Linked DNA regions of Urocitellus parryii: region 2 is linked to region 1. Evidence: chromatin contacts called from public Hi-C data. All regions are on one chromosome and are shown on one strand. Each heading gives the region's core, a stretch centred on a gene start, on an enhancer-like site or on the middle of the called end of the contact. The rest is flanking DNA. Distances are from core to core; before and after follow the strand shown.

Region 1 (7,131 bases), core at 1,405-3,904:
GTTTTCGGCGGACACAACATCTTTGTGTATGTGGTGCTGAGGATCGAACCCGGGCCCCACATATGCCAGGCGAGCATGCTACCGCTTGAGCCACATTCCCAGCCCTGTGATCCTTCTCAACTTTTGAATCTTTACTGTTCTGACACCTTTTCTGATAACATATTCAAGTATTTTTTTTGTTGCCACATATGGCCTTTCCCCATCTCCAGGGTCCTTTTCTTTTACTAATTTTATGTCCTCCATTCTGAAGATCCCATCCTTAGGAGGGAAATACTAAGACTTCTCCATCTCTGGCTCTCACCTGGCTGTGTTTGTTTATTTTATAGAACAGGAATTCATGAATAATTTGGTTCAACTGTGTCACATTCTCCCCAAAAGGGTGCAGTGGCCTCAGTGATGTACACTGTGGTCACCTCCATGCTGAACCCCTTCATCTTCAGCCTGAGGAACAGGGACATTAATGGAGCACTGAGGAGTCTGCAAAGCAGATATGGTCCTATCTAGAATTCTAGATAGGGCAGAAAGGTGGGAGGGAAAGGGAGGGGCACGGGATTAGCAAGGATAGTGGAATGTGATGGACATCATTATCCAAAGTACACGTATGAAGACATGAATTGGTGCCGATATACTTTATATACAAACAGTTTTATGAAAAATTGTTTTATATATGTGTAATAAGAATTGCAATGCATTCTGCTGTCATTTATTTTTTTAATCAATAAAAATAAAAATAATAATAATAAAAAAGATATTGTGTCCACCCAAAACAAAAAATATATATTCAAAATAAGTTGAAAACTTGAAATCACTGTTCTATGTTAAGTAATTTCATCTACAGTAGGTTAACAATACAATTAACCAAGGCAATAAAACTATATTACAAATGTGACTGTTATATAAAAAAAGAATCCATCTGGTCCTTGGCTTTTTTTGTTTGGTAGGCTCTTGATGATATTTTTTATTTCATTACTTGAACTTGGGTGGATCATATGTCTAGAAATGTTTTAATATCTTTGATATTTTCTATTTTCTTGGAATATAAATTTTCAAAATAGTTTCTAATTATCTTTTGTATTTCAGACATGTCAGTTTTGATATTTTATTCTTCATGTTGTATTTTAGCAATTTGAGTTTTTCTCTCTCTTTCTTTTTGTTAGAATGACCAGAGGTTTGTTTATTTTATTTATTTTTTCAAAGAACCAACTTTTTTTGTCAGTTTTTCAATTGTTTTGATTTCATTGATTTCAGCTCTGATTTTAATTATTTCCTGTCTTCTACTGCTGTTGGTGTTGATTTCTTCTTCTTTTTTTCCTTAGGGCTTTGAGACATAGTTTTATTCATTTATTTGTTGACTTTTTATTCTTTTAATGAATGCACTCAATGCAATAAACTTTCCTCTCTCACTACTACCTTCATGATGTCCCTGAGATTGTGATATAATATGTCAGTGTTCTCATTTGCTTGTAAGAATTTTATTTCATCCTTGATTTCTTCTACTATCCATTCATCATTCAATAGTGTATAATTTAGTCTCCATTTGTTACAGTAGCTTGTATTTTTTATTTTATCATTGATTTCTTATTTCATTCCATTGTGATCTGATAGAATGTAGTGTATTCTCTCTCTCTCTCTCTCTCTCTCTCTCTCTCTCTCTCTCTCTCTCTTTGTTTTTACTAAGAGTTGCTTTGTGGAATAAGATATGGTCTATTTTAGAGAAAGAGTTGTGATTCTGAGAAGAAAGCATATACATTTGTTGATGGATTATGTATGTGAAGTCTGAATTATTGATTGTATTATTTAGTTATATAGTTTCCTTATTTAGTTTTTGTTTTGAAGATCTGTCCAGCAGTGAGAGAGGTGTGTTAAATTCACCCAGTATTGTTGTTCTGTAGTCTATTTGACTCTTGAAATTGAGAAGAGTCGAAGTTCGGCGGGGAAGATGGTGGATGACAAGGATTCTCTGCCCAAGCTTAAGGACCTGGCATTTCTCAAGAACCAGCTGGAACGCCTGCAACAGCGAGTGGAAGACGAAGTCAGCAGTGGTGTGGGCCAGGATGGCTCGCTTTTGTCCTCCCCGTTCCTCAAAGGATTCCTGGCTGGCTATGTGGTGGCCAAACTGAGGGCATCGGCAGTACTGGGCTTTGCAGTTGGCACCTGCACTGGCATCTATGCAGCTCAGGCATATGCTGTGCCCAACGTGGAGAAGACACTGAGGGACTACTTTCGGTCACTGCGCAAGGGGCCTGACTAGCTCTAGATCCTATGGGGAAAGCAGGATGAACAGCTGGGGCCTACAGGTGGAGGCCTTTCAAACACAGACACACTATCTGGCTTCCCCAGCTGTCATCTACTTACTGTCTCCACCTGTCCTGCCACCTTCATCTTAGTTTCTCTTCCTGCAGAGGGTGCACAGTGGCTTGTCAGACTGTAACCTGGACTCCTTCCCTCCCCAGCTCCATGAGACTGGCCCCAAGACCATGCTTCATCAGCCCCTACTCTCCCAGCCCTAACTGTAGAGTGTACAGATGACTCTGATCCTCAGTATTCTCTCTGGCAATGTACCAGCTCCTCCTGGAAGCTGGCTCCATAACTTAATATCCCTTAAATGTGCCCCAGTTCCTCTGCCACTTGCTAGTTACACAGGCAACCAGGATCTGATGAGGGCATGAGTGTAGAGGAAGGTGGTATGCCAGGCCTGGGCCGTCCTAGGCAGGCCCGCTGGACCCTGATGCTCCTCCTATCCACTGCCATGTATGGTGCCCATGCCCCACTGCTGGCGTTGTGCCATGTGGATGGCCGAGTGCCCTTTCGGCCCTCCTCAGCTGTGCTGCGCACTGAGCTGACCAAGTTACTGTTGTGCGCCTTCTCTCTCCTTGTGGGCTGGCAAGCATGGCCCCGGGGGGCCCCACCCTGGCGCCAAGCTGCTCCTTTTGCACTATCTGCCCTGCTCTATGGCGCCAACAACAACCTGGTGATCTATCTACAGCGTTACATGGACCCCAGCACCTACCAGGTGCTGAGCAATCTCAAGATTGGAAGCACAGCCCTATTCTACTGCCTCTGTCTCCGGCACCGCCTCTCTGCACGCCAGGGTTTGGCACTGCTGCTGCTGATGGCTGCAGGGGCCTGCTATGCAGCAGGTGGCCTTCAGGACCCTGGGAACACCCTTCCTGGGCCTCTAGCAGCTGCTGCCAGCCCCATGCCCCTGCATATCACTCCACTGGGACTGCTGCTGCTCATCCTGTACTCTCTCATCTCAGGCTTGTCGTCTGTATACACAGAGCTGCTCATGAAGCGACAGCGTCTGCCCCTCGCACTTCAAAACCTCTTCCTCTACACTTTTGGTGTGCTCCTGAACCTTGGTCTGCATGCAGGTGGTGGTCCTGGCCCAGGCCTCCTGGAGGGTTTCTCAGGATGGGCAGCACTTGTGGTGCTGAGCCAAGCACTAAATGGACTGCTCATGTCCGCTGTCATGAAGCATGGCAGCAGCATCACACGCCTTTTTGTTGTGTCCTGCTCATTAGTGGTCAATGCCATTCTTTCAGCAGCCCTGCTACGGCTGCAACTCACAGCTACATTCTTCCTGGCCACACTGCTCATTGGCCTGGCTGTGAGCCTGTATTATGGTAGTCACTAGCCCCTGGCTACCTTGCTTGCTTCTGATTCTATAGATTGGGCACCACCACCAGAGTCATCTCTCAAACTTCTTCCTTTCCTCCCCTTAGCAACTGTAATAAGTGCCTTGTGAGAAAAGCTGGAGAAGGGAGAGCAACCAAGTTAGTCTTGAAGTGGTGTATGAAGGAGGCTTCTAGGAGGCATGAAGAGTAGATTTGGTTAAGGAAACTTAACTTCCCCACCCACCCCCAAGTTCTTCCAAACTAAAGAATTGGGAGCATCAATACCTAGGCCTGAAAAATAACTCCATTCCTGATGGGGAAGGCCCCCTGCCTCATCTTCCATAAACACAAAATGAGGTATGGGTGACAAGTGGCTTTCCTTGCCCACTGTGGTCACCCCAGTATACCCACTACCCAGGCCTGGTGTTGGTGCACAAGCCCCGCCTTGGCGCATGACTTCTTCATAAGGGACACTCACACCCAACAGTCATGCAGGAAGGCCCAATTGCTACAAATTATATAGCTGTCACCTAGGCCACTCTGCCAAGGTCCCTCTGCTCTAGCACTGCCTGGAGATATATCCCCTACCCCCTCCACAGTGCTGCTTCCCTTACCCAGCCTTTGTTCTGGAAACCCCACAGAGGGCTGGGGCTTGACTCATCTCAGGGAATGTTGCCCCTGGATCCTGGCTTAAACCTATACCCCTAACCCCTTTGCTCACCCAAGGGCCCTATTGAAGCCCACTGCCACCTCTAAGGCTCTTAGGAGGTAGCATCTTTCCCACTCTGAGTCCTATCCCTGCCTAGTAGTGTCCCAGCTCCCAACAGCCTGGGAAAGCTCTGCACAGATTGACCTGGGACCAGGTACAGAAACTTCTATAGCTTAATCAATGTCTCTTTTAACTGCATAAGCAATAAGGTCTTAATAAAGTGTTCTAGGATGTAGGGTGCTTCCTACAACCAGTCAAAAAAAAAAAAAGAAATTGAGAAGAGTCTGTTTAATGTGCATAGATGTTCCACTGTTTGGGGCATAACTGTTTATAATTGTTATGTCCTGCTTATATATACTTCCCTTAAGAAGTATGAAATGTCCTTCTTTGTTTCTTCTGATAACTTTGGTTTGAACTCTACTTTATCTGAGATGAAAATGAAACCCCTGCTTGTATACAGAATCCATATGAGTGATAAGTTTTCCCCGCATCCTTTCACCTTCAGCCTGAAAATGTCTTTGTCCATGAACATATTGTTGAGTCTTGCTTTTTAATCCAATCTGCCAATCTATGTTTTTTGATTGATGAGTTTAGGCTGTTGACATCCAAGGTTATTATTGTGATATGTTTTGTATTCCCTGTCATTTTGATTTATTTCTGGTTTTTAATTTGACTTAGTTTCTCCTTTGATTGAATGTCCCTTTAGTGTAGATCCTCCCTTTGCTGATTTTCACTGACTAACAGGTCTTGTTTTTGTCTGGTCACTGAAACACAAGCCCTATACTTCTTCTTAACAGCATCTACAAACTTCAGTTACTCAAGAACAATGGCAGACATGTCCATGAGCCTAGGAAAAGTAAAGTAGGAACAGAGGGGAGTGAGAGGAGACCCTAGAGCTTGTTCTGAGACACACTTTAGAGTTTCTCATCGTTTCAATCCTGCAGAGTCCTTTGACAATTGTCCTGAGCAGGAGAACCACTGTTTTTTAAATGACTGAATGCTTCATTAAAAAAATGGCCAAATAAATGTAACTAAAGCATATGCTCATTAGGTTCAAATAGCAATGTTTTGTGATTTATATTTATATTGCATATTTGTACTGAGAATAGGCATTAAAATCTGATTATCTTTAAAACACAGAAGTGAGAGCAGTAAATTGAGTACATAAAGTCCCTCCCAATTAGAGCTAGGGTCCAAATCTTAAGTGGGCCTTCATTTTCTTTTCTTCATCTTTCTGCATTAATGTTGAGAAATCCTTAGAGATCACAGTGCATAGACCAGTTAATTCAATAATGAGCTCTGTGCATTGAGCTTCCAAGATCCTATATTAGTCCACATTCAGTCTGTGCCTGCAGCCCTTCAGTGCATGGTTCCTGTCCAGTGTGCTGCGTGGCTGAGTCTCCTGCTGTGGTTCTGCATCAGGAAGCTCCCAGCTGACAGCATATTCATGGGAATGCTGGGCACAGAGTCTGAGCCTTTGTTGGGCACCAGGTATGGGTAGGTCTTGGCATGTGCACTTCTTTTTCATGAGTCAGCAGAGAAGCAGTATAACCCAGTAGGTGCAGATGGAGCCTTGGGACCCTGGAAGAAAGATGGCAAGTATTGTTCCTCTATCAGAAGGACAAACATCACAGTTTGAGTGTCCAAATGGGAGTTTTTAGTGTGTAAATTTTCATGCATCATGTTTGAAAAGTTTACGTTTTATTTTTACTAGGGTATTAGATATCTTATTTAAAATGTGCTCTCCATTCACACTGGTTCTGTTTCCCATAGGGTTCAAAATGTGTCCTCAAAAGTGTTCACTAGCCTGGTGCAGCAGTGTGTGTATGTAATCCCTGTGGGTTGGGAGGCTGAGGCAGAGGTTTGCAAGTTCAAGGCTAGCCTCAGCAACTTAGCAAGGCCCTAATTAATGTAGGGAGCTCCTGTCTCAAAAAATGAAAAGAGCTAAGGCTATGGTCCTGTGGCTAGGCACCCCTGAGTTCAATTTCTGGTATACCAAAAAAGAAAAAAAAACAGAAAGAATGAATAGAAAAAAAGATTTCCTAAGCACCATGAAGACTCTGGTGGTGATAAGGATGAGGAGGACAATGCCAGAAACCAGAGCACCATGGACTGATGTTCAGAGCTTCCCAGGCTCAGCGGGTGAGCAATGTGTTCCCTATCATCAGTTTCATTTCTTGTGCATTGTCCCACTCTGAAAATGCATGACCCATTTATTATTATTTTACAGTAAAGAAGAAACTTTATAATCATGCTACTTGCTCTTGTTGTTAGATAGGAAAGACTGCAGCCTGGTTGAACTTGGCTGTCAGACCGTGGACACAGGGCACCACAGGAGAATCCTGTCCCATTCCTCTTCCCTGTCACTACAGAAAGAGAGCCTTGCCCATGGTGCAGTTCCTTGCTGGATTCCTGGTGATCAAGGGCAGCACAGGGCAGGTGCCTGCTGTATGCACTGTGGAGGAACAACCAAAGGTCACAGGAGAGGTCACAGTAGGGGAGGCTGATGATCATTCAGCACAGATCATGATATTGGGCCCCTTCCGTGACTTCCTTGGACCTTATCATATGACCTTTCACTTGAAAACAGCCCTCTAATGTTAAAACAAACTTAATATTATGTCTTTATTTTATTCTTATGTCACTGGAAAGAACTTAATTGTGTACCTGATATTTAAAATCTTAGGACATAGGTAGAGAACTTTATGTTGGGTGGAAGAAAACAAAAGCACACAGCAGATGGGTCTTAGAGTCTTTCAGTCCCACTACTTGTGTCTGTGAAAGAGTAAGTCACTAGTGTCTGGA
Region 2 (7,131 bases), core at 1,863-4,362, 540 kb after region 1:
GCACAGGGAGGCATGTAAAACAAATCTGTTCCACATTGAATTCATCTGATCTTTCTTCCCCCAAATGGCCCAAATTAATTTGGATTCATGGACTTCTTGCTTCCAGTCTGTACTTTCATTCTTTGAAGCAATGCCCCATGAAATTCATGGCAAGTTAATCACTCTTGTTCTGTGTCCTTGTCATGGAAATAGAAACCCTTTATTTTTATTTAATTCCCTCTAACTTAGTCAAATTTGAGCACTCATGACATAGATTTTCTAAAGTAAAAAATAGCAAAATGTGGTAGGACCTGAAGGGACCCCCGAAACCCAAGCTTTCTACTGAGGCACATATCAGAGTTTCCCACTGTGGTGTCTCTGGGGTCTGTTGACAATTTCTTTCCTCAATACTGTTGGCATTTCCCTAATCATACACTTTAAATTTAAAGTGACAATGACCAATCAGTTATCAAGTTCTGAATTCCCCTTTGGTGCTGCACATGTTTTGGAGCTGGGGGTTGCTCTCCCTCTCTCCTTAAGCAGTCAGAGCCTGGAGAAGTGGAGTGATTCTCACACACTGGGCACACACTGGCAGGGCTGTGACATCAAGAAAAGTGTTGCTTTTAAAACTCAAATGCAAGCACTTTCACTTCTACCTGAGCAACATGGAAATATCCTATAAACCAGATTTCTTCAGGAGTCATTATGCAGAGAATATGTCATGGTCAGCAGTGTTTTGATGACACATATTAAGATGAAGATGTAGGTGAGAATCACAATCTCTAGGACAAGATTCCCCCATGTTTCTCCTTTACTAGCAAAACAACAATCCTTATTTTTCTCAAACCCTTTTTTAAATATTGAATTGGTATTGGGAACAAGAATAAGCTTTTGGTAACAAGTTGGTAACCTACCTAGGATCCCACAGCTGCCCCCACCCTAGTCTTCTTGGGCAGCTCTGGCACCCCAGGCAACTCCCTTCCACCCTAAGGATGCCAGGTGGCTGGTGAGCTTATTGAGAAATGACTGCTGGAGAACTAGGACCTTGTGGCTTTGTCTTGTGATGAAGCAGAGTAGCTGTACCTGTGGGTAATGTGAAAGACTGAGAGACTGTCCCAGCAGCTGCTAAGGCAACTTTTCTTATGGGGAAGTCCCATGTTCTGTCTCTGAATTCTAAAGATTGCTATATTTTGGTCTATTGGAGAAAAACCAAAAAGGAAACTTAACACAGTAAACCTGTGACTCATTTGGCCATCTGGTAACTTCCCCATCACAGGGGAAGAAATGCTTCTGGAGATGGGTCCAAGGGGTTCCCAGGGCAGAGGAAGACCTTGGCTTCAGACCAGTGGGGTTCTTGGCATATGTGATGGAGAAGAATTTCAGCAGGAGATGGACAGAGGCATGGGCAGAGGTTTATTTATGAAGGCAGATACACATGCAAGGGAGAATGTGGGCTGTCTTAAGGCTGAGAGGAAGCCCTGTTTTGGGCTGAGTGTCAAATGTTCATAGAAGGGCTGCATCCGGTCCTGGACAGGAGGTGAGCCAGGGCATCAGAACAGGGCATGGGCCAAGGGCGTTTTTTTCAAGATTTATAACTGTGCTTTCTACTTCTCAAAGGCTTGTGGATGTTTCCTTTAAGATTCAGTATTTCGACTCTTTTTATTCCAAATTCCTAGCTCACTAACAACTCAAATTTCTGAAGTAATTGTTCAAATCTCTCTATACGGTGTTAGTCCTGAAACAATTATTGTCAAATACTTATATTTTAACATAGGTAGTGGATGTTATTGAAATATGAGAAAGTAATATTCAATGGAGCTTTTTCTAAGTGCCAGGATGTTTTCAAACAGTGGTTTCCAACTCTGGTGTAAGAAAAAAAGCACCTAGGATTTCACATGCAGATATCCTGATTAAACTGGTGTTGGTCTGATTTCACAGTATGTGGATAATCTAAAATATCCAAAGATGAATATAACATTAACTGAGACAAAACCACTAGTTAGGTAATTGGAAAGTTTTTTAAAACCCAAGGTAGTTAATTATTTCCCCAAATTTAGACAAAATCAATCACAGTAAGAAGAGACAAATAATGAATCCAAGTAACACTCACATAGGTTAAGTGAGAGAATTACAATCTGCATATCAGGAATGCCTGACCAGAGAGTCCACAAAGTGGAAATAATGTGGTTAGAAATAAAAGTTGAGCTTTGGGCCTTTTTTTTTTTTTTCTTTGTGACGAAATCTTAAACTGCAAACTTGATGGACTGAGATCACAAAACCATGGAGCAGTTTTAAAAGGTCAGCTGGAGGACAGAAAAAGAAAAACAGTGAAGAGCTCTTCTATATGCCACCTATTCTGCTGATATTGTATGGGTTCACACAAATAAACCAGTATAAAATCAAACTATTCAAAGTGTTTTTTATCATTTATGTTTTTAATATTATCTCTTTCAGCCACATTTGTGATCAGGGTTACTATTGATTTTGTGCATTTATCTCAGTAGTATTTATTGATTCTGAAATGTGCCAAAGACAAGGAAATTTGCATCATATTACATACCTTTAACGAACAAGCTTTAACCTGCAGAAGAGGGCAATGAAAAACTTTAAAAAATGATGAGACACTTTGAAGATAAATGGCTCATGACCATGCTTCTGACTGAGATCTCATTACCCTCAACTTGTTAGCACAAAACAAAGTAAAATGAGCTGGTTCTTAATAAACTTTCATGAACATTATTTTTTCTTAATAAAAAACATTACTGTTCCTGAATTTCCCATCAAATGGTGGGCTATAATTTACTGCAAACATGAACTTCTTCTTTCTGCTCCTGGGCTTTTAACATTAATCAGTTAAATGTCTGAAAAAGGGTGTGGAGAGAGGGGTGAATGATGTAGATAGCAACAGTGAAAGAGTGTGCAAGTCTGGGTGTCTCAGGACTGAGACCTATGTTGAGGGCCTGTGGATCTCCAGTGTGAGCAGCTTCCTAGTGAATACCTGAATCCAGATGCATGCAGAGTGAGTGGAGCCTGCTGATGGGTTTCTTTTTTTTTCTTACACTCTTTGCTTTTCAAAAGGTGTCCAAGCAACACAAAAGCACACAATTTAACTCACATATCAGAATTCTATCTAATGGAACTCTCAGAGGATCCATACCTGCAGCCCCTCCTCTTTGGACTGTTCCTGTCCATGTACCTGGTCATGGTGCTTGGGAACCTGCTCATCATCCTGGCTGTCAGCTCTGACCCCCACCTCCACACCCCCATGTACTTCTTCCTCTCCAACCTGTCCTTGGCTGACATTGGCTTCATCTCTACCACAGTCCCCAAGGTGCTGGTGAACATCAAAACTCACAGCAGAGACATCTCCTATGTGGGCTGCCTGACACAGATGTCTATTTTTACAATTTTTGCGTGTATGGATTATATGCTTCTGAGTGTGATGGCCTATGATCGGTTTTTAGCCATCTGTCACCCCCTGCACTATTTGGTCATGATGAACCCTCGTCTCTGTGGCTTCTTAACTTTGCTTTCATTTTTGTTAAGCCTTTTGGACTCCCAGATGCACAATTTGATGATCTTGAAAATTACCAACTTCAAGAGTGTGGAAATTTCCAGTTTCTTCTGTGACCCTTCTCAACTTCTGAATCTCTCCTGTTCTGACACCTTCTCTAATAACATTGCCAAGTATTTTCTGGGAACATTTTATGGCCTTTTCCCCATCTCAGGGATCTTTTTCTCTTACTATAAAATTGTTTCCTCCATTCTGAGGATCCCATCCTCAGGGGGGAGGTACAAAGCCTTCTCCACCTGTGGGTCTCACCTGGCAGTTGTTGGCTTATTTATAGGCACAGGCCTTGGAGTGTACCTTGGGTCAGCTGCATCACATTCTCCCAGGAAGGGTGCAGTGGCCTCCATGATGTACACTGTGGTCACCCCCATGCTGAACCCCTTCATCTACAGCCTGAGGAACAGGGGCATTAAAGGTGCCCTGAGGAGGCTGCCCAGCAGGATGCCCTAAATCTCAGACCCTGTGGTGTCCAGTTGCAATGTGTGTTGGAAAATTCATTATAACTAATTATCAAGATTGTTTAATCTGCCTCTTCAGGAACATTGATGGGTTTAATACCACACATGATGTAAGTGCAATGCCTCAGCCAGTGATGGGAAGGAATGTTTGGGAGTTCTTCATATTTGGAACAAAGGATCACTTTGAAATAATGAAAGATTTTTGAGATGGTGATGATGAATATTTCTAAAAAACATCTATGTGATCAATGATGCTAATCATAATACTTGAGAATGGTTAAAAGACATTTTTTGACTTAATTTACTTCAACAATATTAATATAAAGCTAATTTTTTTAGGAAATAAAAAATTCTTAGCAGAGAAGAGCCTCTTCCTTAGTAGCGATAAACTGATAAACATTGGTACATCTTCATTTTCTGCTCCTCTTCTCCACCATTAAAATTAGGAAGCTCTTAAGAGTTGCTGATATGCTTTAGCTACTTGGTAAACTAGGAGCCTTATGCACTGAGCCACCAATGTCACACAGTAGTCAACAACCAGCCAGTGCCTCCAGCCCCTCAGCTTGAGGACCCCAGTTCAGTGGGCGCCATTATGCGTCTCTGTCTGCTGTCAATGTCAGCATCAGGAAGTATCTAACTGAGCGTGTGTTGACATCTGGAGGCTAATATCAGGGCCACTGGGCACCAGGGAGGTGGATCTTTGGAGCTGCCCTCCTTAGTTCTAAGTCAGCAGAGCTCCAGTGTGAATCAGGAGCTGCTGTGGAAGGGAAGGGTGGAGGAAGGACATTGTGTAGCATTATTTCTTTGCCATCAGGAGGAACATGCACTTTGTCTACCCAGATGGCAGAATGAGCTGCTGATTGTCAGGGATGATACTGTGAGTTCATAGGCTTTGTTGTGGTGAGCACAACAGAAAGCTCATGGAAAGTCCTCTTTAACTGCCACCTGACTCTTCCTGCCACACACTGTCATCCACATGGGGAGAAAAGACATCCCTTTAAATTGTGTCCTCAACACTCCAGATGGTCTGTGAAGGTGATGATGAGGATGTGAATGAAGAAGAGGATGACTTTTTGTTGGGGATTCTGAATGCCAGGTGCTAAGCTATGTACTACTTGTAGATTGTTTGAATTCACGTGCAAAGTCTTCCCATGGCATAAGTATTACCCAATTTTATTTTAGAGAATAGAAATGACCACAGGGGTGCATGTAACTTGGGCTAGGTATTCAGATTGGATAACTGCAGCCATGTTTGAAACACTGTGTGTATTTGAGGCTTATGGCATTTGTGCAACTCACTGCTGACAGGTTTTCCACTCCACAAAACAATCATGTGTTTCAGTTTCCTGTCACTCCAGGATGGGACCAGTTTTCTTGTGCACTTCCTTTGGAATTTCTGGTAGATTCCAGGACAAAGCAGTCAGGGCATCAGTTGCATCATTTCTGCAAGAATGGCTGAGAGAAGACAAAGGTCTAGGAGAAACATCCCCCTGTATCCCCAACTCCAGGACACACCTGCAGCTGTTACATCCACCTGTATATTATAATTAACACTCTTCATCAAATAGGAGCAAAGTAGGTCTGGATTTCATTACTATTCAGGGACTTTAAAGGGTTAAGAATGTACCAGAGATGTTGCTCTAACTAAGACCTTATTATTCTGCTGAAAACTTTCTGATTGTTGCAAAACACTGAAAAAGATGAGCGCATCAGACCCAGAGTCTCACAATTTAGTTTTGGCCTCTATTGGTGGACACAGGTGCTAGTGTCTATGATACTCAGTAATGTCCTCCAAGATGATTTCCAGTTGATACAACATCATTGAACTCAGATTAAACAGAAATTGTTTCTTCCTGTGTGACTGATCTGTGATGGAGGTATAACATATGAGCAAAAGAAAATTAGTTATCATAAATATGGAAATGTCAATCCGTATTATTCAAATGAATTATCCTGTGACCTGTTACTATTTTCATATTTCTGTAATGGTACAGCCTCTTATTCCCTTTCATATGTATATGCTATATGTTGGTTGAAAACTGATCTCTCCGTCATTTTTTATTTCTCAGAGCCTCTACCATGTTAGGCACAGAGAGATAAAAATTAAAACTATGTTGTTAAACATTGAATAGACCTTTGCTACATTCACAGGTCCTGGCCATGCTCAAGAGGGTTTCAACACAGTGGTGCTCTCCTGTCTGTACCTTCAATCTACTAAAAAATGTCCTAAGAGCAAAAGATGATATTGAGCAGCTCTGGTTTGTGTCTGTGTCATGGACACAGAAGCCCCAAGCTTTCTCTCAACAGAATCTGCAACATTCAATTACTCAACATCAATAGCAGAGACGTTCATGAACCTAGGAAACATGAAGCAGGAACAGAGGGAATTGAGAGACCCTTAGAGCTTGGTCTGAGACACACTTCTGAGGTTCCCATCATTCCAATGCTGTAGAGTCCTTTGACAATCCTTCTGGGTAGTAGATCCAGTGATTTCTAAGAACTGAATGTGTAATTACAAAAAACCTTAATAACCAAATAAATGTCACTCAAGTGTATACTTATTATGGTTCAATCTAATTTTTCTTGTTTATATTATAACCTAATAAAAATGGAACTTAAAAAACAGTGAAGTGGGCTGGGGATGTGGATCAAGCAGTAACATGCTTTCTTGGCATGCACAGGGCACTGGGTTCAATCCTCAGCACCACATAAAATAAAATAAAGATGTTGTGTCCACCGAAAACTGAAAAATAAATATTAAAAATCTCTCTCTCTCAAAAAAAAAAAAAAAAGAGAAGTGGTTCCATTCCAAGTTTTCTAAGAAATCTCCATTCTGCTTTCAAGAGTGATGACACCAATTTGCAGTCCCATGAGCAATGTACGAGTGAGCCTTTCCCCCCCCCCCACATCCTCTATTTGTAGATTGTTTGAATTCAAGTTCAAAGTCTTCCCACGGCATAAGTATCAAACAATTTTATTTTAGAGAACAGTAATGAACACCGGTGTTCATGTAACTTAGGCTACGTATTCAGATGGAATAACTGAAGCCATATTTGAAACACTGTGTGGATTTGAGGCACATGCCTCCTAATAATTGCCCTTCTGACTGGAGTGAGATGAAAT

Evidence for each region. A called contact is a pair of places that touch in the nucleus more often than the background predicts.
Region 2: a contact with region 1 is called in a Hi-C map of muscle, with 12 times the contacts expected there. The contact joins the promoter of LOC113178131 here to the promoter of LOC113179646 in region 1. A contact is called at or near these places in 2 of 2 Hi-C or Micro-C datasets (liver and muscle).

Annotation. Positions count from the first base shown.
Region 1 is chr3:212,678,076-212,685,206 of mUroPar1.hap1, forward strand. LOC113179646 (putative UDP-sugar transporter protein SLC35A4) reads left to right here and starts at 2,655. Exons shown (of 1, transcript XM_026384352.2): 1 at 2,655-3,901. The coding sequence starts at 2,666. The coding sequence ends at 3,637. It also overlaps the pseudogene LOC144253702.
Region 2 is chr3:213,220,353-213,227,483 of mUroPar1.hap1, forward strand. It overlaps LOC113178131 (olfactory receptor 7E24-like), which reads left to right and starts at 3,113. Exons shown (of 1, transcript XM_077796562.1): 1 at 3,113-4,000. The coding sequence starts at 3,113. The coding sequence ends at 4,000.